2 separate regions of the Rattus norvegicus genome follow, and region 2 is linked to region 1. A link is a contact called in public Hi-C data. All regions are on one chromosome and are shown on one strand. Each heading gives the region's core, a stretch centred on a gene start, on an enhancer-like site or on the middle of the called end of the contact. The rest is flanking DNA. Distances are from core to core; before and after follow the strand shown.

Region 1 (2,700 bases), core at 21-2,520:
CAGCTGGCCCAGTGTGACTCCACCTCTGGTCTCGTGGTTGGTCCGTGTGCTTCCGTCCCAGGTTTCCAGCTCTTGTTCTTTCCCTACAGTTCTCAGCCACCCCCTCTCTGTCCCCTACATGCTAAGAATAAATACATCTATATTGACCCTAATGGTTTAGAACCATCTTATCGTTCTGTTTTCCTACCTTTTTGCTGGATTGGTTGTGTTTACAGGCACTTACTTGGGTTTATTTTCTCCCATCCCAGCCCTAACCAGGACCAGTCTGGCTTTGCTTTGGGGATTGGAAGACAGTGGGTACATTTAGGTGGTATGCAGATGTGTGTTTAATTTGGAAGCAAGTGGCTTTCTCTGTGATTCTCTCTCTCTCTCTCTCTCTCTCTCTCTCTCTCTCTCTCTCTCTCTCTCTTTCTCTCTCTCTCTCTCTCTCTCTCTCTATCTCTCTCACTCTCTCTCTCTCTCTGCCGTGTGTGTGTGTGTGTGTGTGTGTGTGTGTGTGTGTGTGATAAACAGACAGACAGACAGAGACAGAGACAGAGACAGAGAGACAGATTTTGCTCATTGTTGTCTTTGGATATGGTTGTCTCCTACAGCCTGTGAAGCAAGGCCCTGGGGGAAGGAATGAACTGGAAAGGTTGGCCGCTCACACGCTGATCTCCCAAAGCAGAGAGCACGGATCATTTAACAAGAACCCAGAATCTGGGGCAGGTGGGGGAAAGAAATACCATCTTCAGAGCCTTACCTTGTTAAAGATTCAGATTCCTGGGCCGGAGCTCCATACCTTGTAAATATAAGTCTCAGGAATAGGCCCCAGGAATCTGCCTGTTTATGAAGCACTGAGATTTGGTTGCCCCAGTGTGACACCATGACCCAGGGGCTCCGGGAGGTGGAGTCCTCCAGGCATTCGACCCCAAGTGTATACTTTCAGTGGCTGCTGTATGGCTCTTGTCAATATTTCCATCCCTTGGTGTTTCTGACACAGGCAGCACTGTCCACTTGGAGAGACCCTTTCCCCCCTCCCAGCCTGTGCTACCACACGCTTGCTCCTGGTGCCTATCTTAGTCTTTCAGCGGCTCCTTTCCACAATATATCTGGCTCCATTTCATCCACAGGCTCTTTTGCTCTTGGGATTTTCCCCAGATCCTGTCCTTGACTTTGTCCTTGGCATTCTGTCCCTGGCCGATGTTTTCCGCCCCCTACATGGCCAAGCTGATGGTGTCAAAACTGATATTTCCAGTGCAGTTGCTCTCTTTGGCCTCCTGCCTAGGCACACACTGCCCTCCTGAGCTCTCCCCAGCGTGAGGCCAGGCATCTCAAATTGCACATCTGTTTTGTGTATCTTCTCCCTTCACTTCCTGTGTCTGAAAAGAAGGCACCCACTCGGCGCTGAACTGGACACCCAAGAGTCACCCCACCCTTCCCACTCACTAGTTGCCTCACCTAGAACAAGCTGCTCGTGTCCCTCTGCCTCCGTTTCCTCATCTGAAATACGGTCACAGTGGCAGTACCCACCTCACTGGGTTGTGAGGGGTAATGCGGTTCTGTCCATAAAGTACCTAGAATGATACCTGGCATTCTGAAAGTGTATGATCAATGCCAGCTATTGATAATCATAACTCCGATACTAATAAATACTCAGTTGTTGATAATTGTGAGCACCATTGTGCTCTCTTCCTCCTCTATTGTCCGCCGACAAGGTAGCCACTAAGTCTATTTTCTATCTTCAAATTCCTTCTTCTCTGTAACCAGCCTCTCCTTCCCTCTCACCTCTGCTCCACCAATCCTCATTTTTTCCCCTCAACGAGTCCAGGTTTTACTCTCTCACCTGAATTCCTGACTCCTTTATCATCTCTGAGACTCTTTGAATGCATCAAACTACCTCTCCTTCCTTCTCACCTCTGCTCTGCCAATATGTATTTCTTCCCTCAACTAGTACAGCTTGATCTCTCACCCAGATTCCTGGATCTTTTATCACCTCTGAGACTATGTGAAAGCATCAACTGAGTTTAAATCAAGACCAACTGACTAAGTAGATGACACAGGATGAGTAACTTTTGTATGTATGTATGTATGTATGTATGTATGTATGTATGTATGACCAGTGGTCACTGGACTGAGTGTTTCCAAGTTCTTAGCATCTTATTCTGAGAATTGAAGAAATCTCTGGGATGGTCACTGTTAATTGTCAGCTTAACAGAATCTAGAATCACCCTGAAAAAGAATCTCAGTGAAGGATCGTCTAGACCAGTTGTTCTCAACCTTCCCAATGCTGCAACATCGTGGAGTAGTGACCCCCAACCATAATTATTTTCACTGATACTTCATAATTATAATTTAAAATTGTTACTGTTACAAAGTGCAAGGTAAATATCTGACACACAGGGTATCTGATATCTAACTTCTGTGAAAGGGTTGTTTGACTTCCAAAGGGATCACAAACCTACAGATTGAGAACCACTAGTCTAGATCAAGTTAGCCTGTGGGTATATCTACGGGGGGTGGGGTATCTTGATTATGTTAATTGAGGTGGGAAGATCTGTCCAATGTGGATGGCAGCATTCCCTAAGCAGAGGATTCGGAACTGTGTGAGAGTGGCATTTAGCTGAATACTAGTGTCCATGCATTAATTCCTTTCTCTCTGCTCTGAACTGAAGACCAAATACGACTAGCAGTTTTACATTTCTGTCACCTTGCTTCTCC
Region 2 (2,700 bases), core at 12-2,511, 35 kb after region 1:
GAATACTGTATCTTCAGGAGATTTCTGAAAATTTTCTCACTTTTACAATCAAGCCTAGATCCACTCTAAGGGGAAGGTGAAGAAAGAAACTGCCCTTGGAGACAAAAAGGAGCCTTTGTGAGTTCAGGCTGTTTGTCTTTTCATGTCATCCTATGTGAGACCTAACATTTTGGGAAAATCTCACAACAAGGAAGATTTTTTGAAGCCTCCTGTTGTTTGCCAGAAAGTGTCCTCATCCCAGCCTTAAATAGTTTTCCTTGGTTCAGACTTCTGTGTCAGATGAGCTAATGCCTTGCGTACTTATGCCTGTTGTGTCTACAAAAAGGACATGGCACTTTAAAAATATAATATTTTACATTTTTTGGAGAATTTTATATACAATGTATTTCAGTTATACATATCCCCAACTTCTCCTTCCAATCCCTCTTGGTCATTTTTTCCCCCTCACTTTTGGTTACGAGTGAAGTTTTATTGACTACACTCTGTTCCATTTTTCCCTCCACAGCAGTATACTAACACTTAACCACGGAGGCCAGAAGACAGCATCGCCTCCCCTGGGGGGAAGGTTAAAGCCATTTGTGTGCTGCCATGTGGGTCCTGAGAAAAAACCACCCTCCACAAGAACAGCCAGTGCTCATAACTGCTAAACTATCTCTCCCGCAGCACTGCATACACTGACTCCTAGCGTGTTAACTCTCCATCTAAAAATGCAGCTCCCTTTTCTTATAGGTTGTTGGCCCCAGAGATTCCCATGTGTGTGGCGGTAAGACTTGTGGTCCTTTTTCTCATGAAGATCCTAGATGGGAAGTTGCTCCTGCAAGCTGGTTTGTATGTAGGTTAAGCTGGGACCCGATAAGAGGAAGATAATTTTAACCTATAAAGGGCTTGTGTATGGGAAGAAGAGTGGAGCCTGGGGAGATAAGAACAGGTCTAGGCTGGATCTTTCTAACCTTAGACCACCCAAGTGTGCAGGAACCACAGGCCAGGAGCCGGCGCTATGCCTCCGTTCACTGAGTAGCACAACTCTACACGCCCTCATAGCTGAAGTTCTCCAACTTTTCCTCCAGAGGGGAGAGGAAGGGTGTTATGAAGTTTAAAAGGGAAGTCCCGCCCCCTTCCCGGTTTCCGATTGGTTTGGACCGACCCCACCCCAGCCAGGCGACGGGCCCAATTGGCTGCCGGAGGGACGGGGTTGAGCGTAGCCCCCGGGGCCCCCAGGTGGCAGGTGGGGCGGGCCCCGCGCGCGCCCGGGCGTCAGCAGCTCCGGCTCTTGCCCTCGCAGCCCGCAACCTGGTGGGGACCCGGACCCTTCAGAGCCGCGGCCATGAAGAGCCTCAAGTCCCGGCTGTGGAGGCAGGACGCGCCCGGTCCCACGTCACCCACATCTCCCACCGCGGTGACCAGTTCGGTGAGCAGCTCTTGAGGAGGGGACCTCGGGGATCCTCTCCTCTCTCTTGCGCCTCTCATAGCAGATCAGAACTTCTCGGAGAAGTCCTGCGTCCCCTTCTCACTTTGGCCTTTGCGGAGTACCCTATTCCCACCCCTTTCCTCCGGGAGACCCCCTCTCTGTCTTCCCGTGGTGCCATCCCGCTCTTCGCTTGTCCGGTCGCGCTGGGCGCCCGGGATACCGGGCCAGGTAGCTCCCGTCTTCCACCCGGTGCCGCCCGCGCCGCCTGTGCGGACTCCGGACCCACCATTCTCCGCGGCTTTCAGGCGTGCCAGAGTTGGGAGAGACGTTGTGTGTCCTCCGCTGAGACTGTCACAGGGGAAGTCTGGTTCTTAGCCAGGCTGGGCAAGAATAGGGATCTCTCGAATACAGACAAAGCCCCGCTTGTGTTTGACCCTGGAGTTGGCGAAGTCGGGAAGGTGATTGTCCTGTTGGCAGAGTAAATCCCACCTGTGGGGCAGGTGGGTGCGGAACATGGGTGCCGAGCTGAAGCCTGGCCTCCGTGTGCGAGCGGAGAGAAGTGGAGTTGTAAGGCTTCTCTGTAAATTGGCAGAGAGAACAGAAATCTTGGGAAACATCCTGACTGCAGATGTTGGAACTTGGATAGTTTGGCAGGTTAGAATGGCCGTCTCATCATAATTCTGTTATTAAGGAAGTTCTATTTTAAAAGTCTTTCAGAGTCAAATACAGAGGAAATGGAATGTGCAAATTGCCCGATGTTCCTAATTAAAAAGGACCTTTATAATTTTGTGCAGCTTTCAGCTAGGGGTTATATGCTTTTTATGAGATACAAATTCATTTGTGCCTGGTTTTGAACTAATTCAGATCAGTGTCTGTCTAAAGGATTACTTTTACTAGTAGTTTAGTTGGCCTTCAAGGGAACTGGAGAAACTAGACTTAAAAAAAGGGGGGGGGGGTTGGGGATTTAGCTCAGTGGTAGAGCGCTTGCCTAGGAAGCACAAGGCCCTGGCTTCGGTCCCCAGCTCCGAAAAAAAGAACCAAAAAAAAAAAAAAAAAAAAAAAAAAAGGAAAAATGTTTTGGAGTCTGGGTGTGGCGATGCTTGTCTGTAATCCCAGCATTTGGGTGGCAGAGGCTGGAGGATCACAAATTCAAGGCCAGCCTGGGAGTTGAAGTCCAGCCTAGGTTATATGAAAACGTAATTCAAAAACGTGATTCAAACAACCAAGGTGGGAGAGTGCAGGGCAGAGAAAGAAATGATAAAATCCGGATGGCAGACTTGTTCTTTGATGTT

What was found. A called contact is a pair of places that touch in the nucleus more often than the background predicts.
Region 2: a Hi-C map of Schwann cells shows a contact between it and region 1, with 4 times the contacts expected there. The contact joins the promoter of Uaca here to the enhancer-like site in region 1. A contact is called at or near these places in 2 of 12 Hi-C or Micro-C datasets (Schwann cells and psoas muscle).

The regions. Positions count from the first base shown.
Region 1 is chr8:70,118,856-70,121,555 of GRCr8, forward strand. It overlaps LOC134480063 (a long non-coding RNA gene), which reads left to right. Exons shown (of 2, transcript XR_010054196.1): 1 at 1-2,700. Among named protein-coding and RNA genes, the nearest start is that of Uaca, 35 kb to the right of the region's middle. Within about 2 kb of position 1,271, at least 13 of the 93 cell types and tissues checked have an H3K27ac peak or open chromatin away from gene starts, as enhancers often do.
Region 2 is chr8:70,153,853-70,156,552 of GRCr8, forward strand. Uaca (uveal autoantigen with coiled-coil domains and ankyrin repeats) reads left to right here and starts at 1,262. Exons shown (of 19, transcript NM_001195564.1): 1 at 1,262-1,408. The coding sequence starts at 1,325.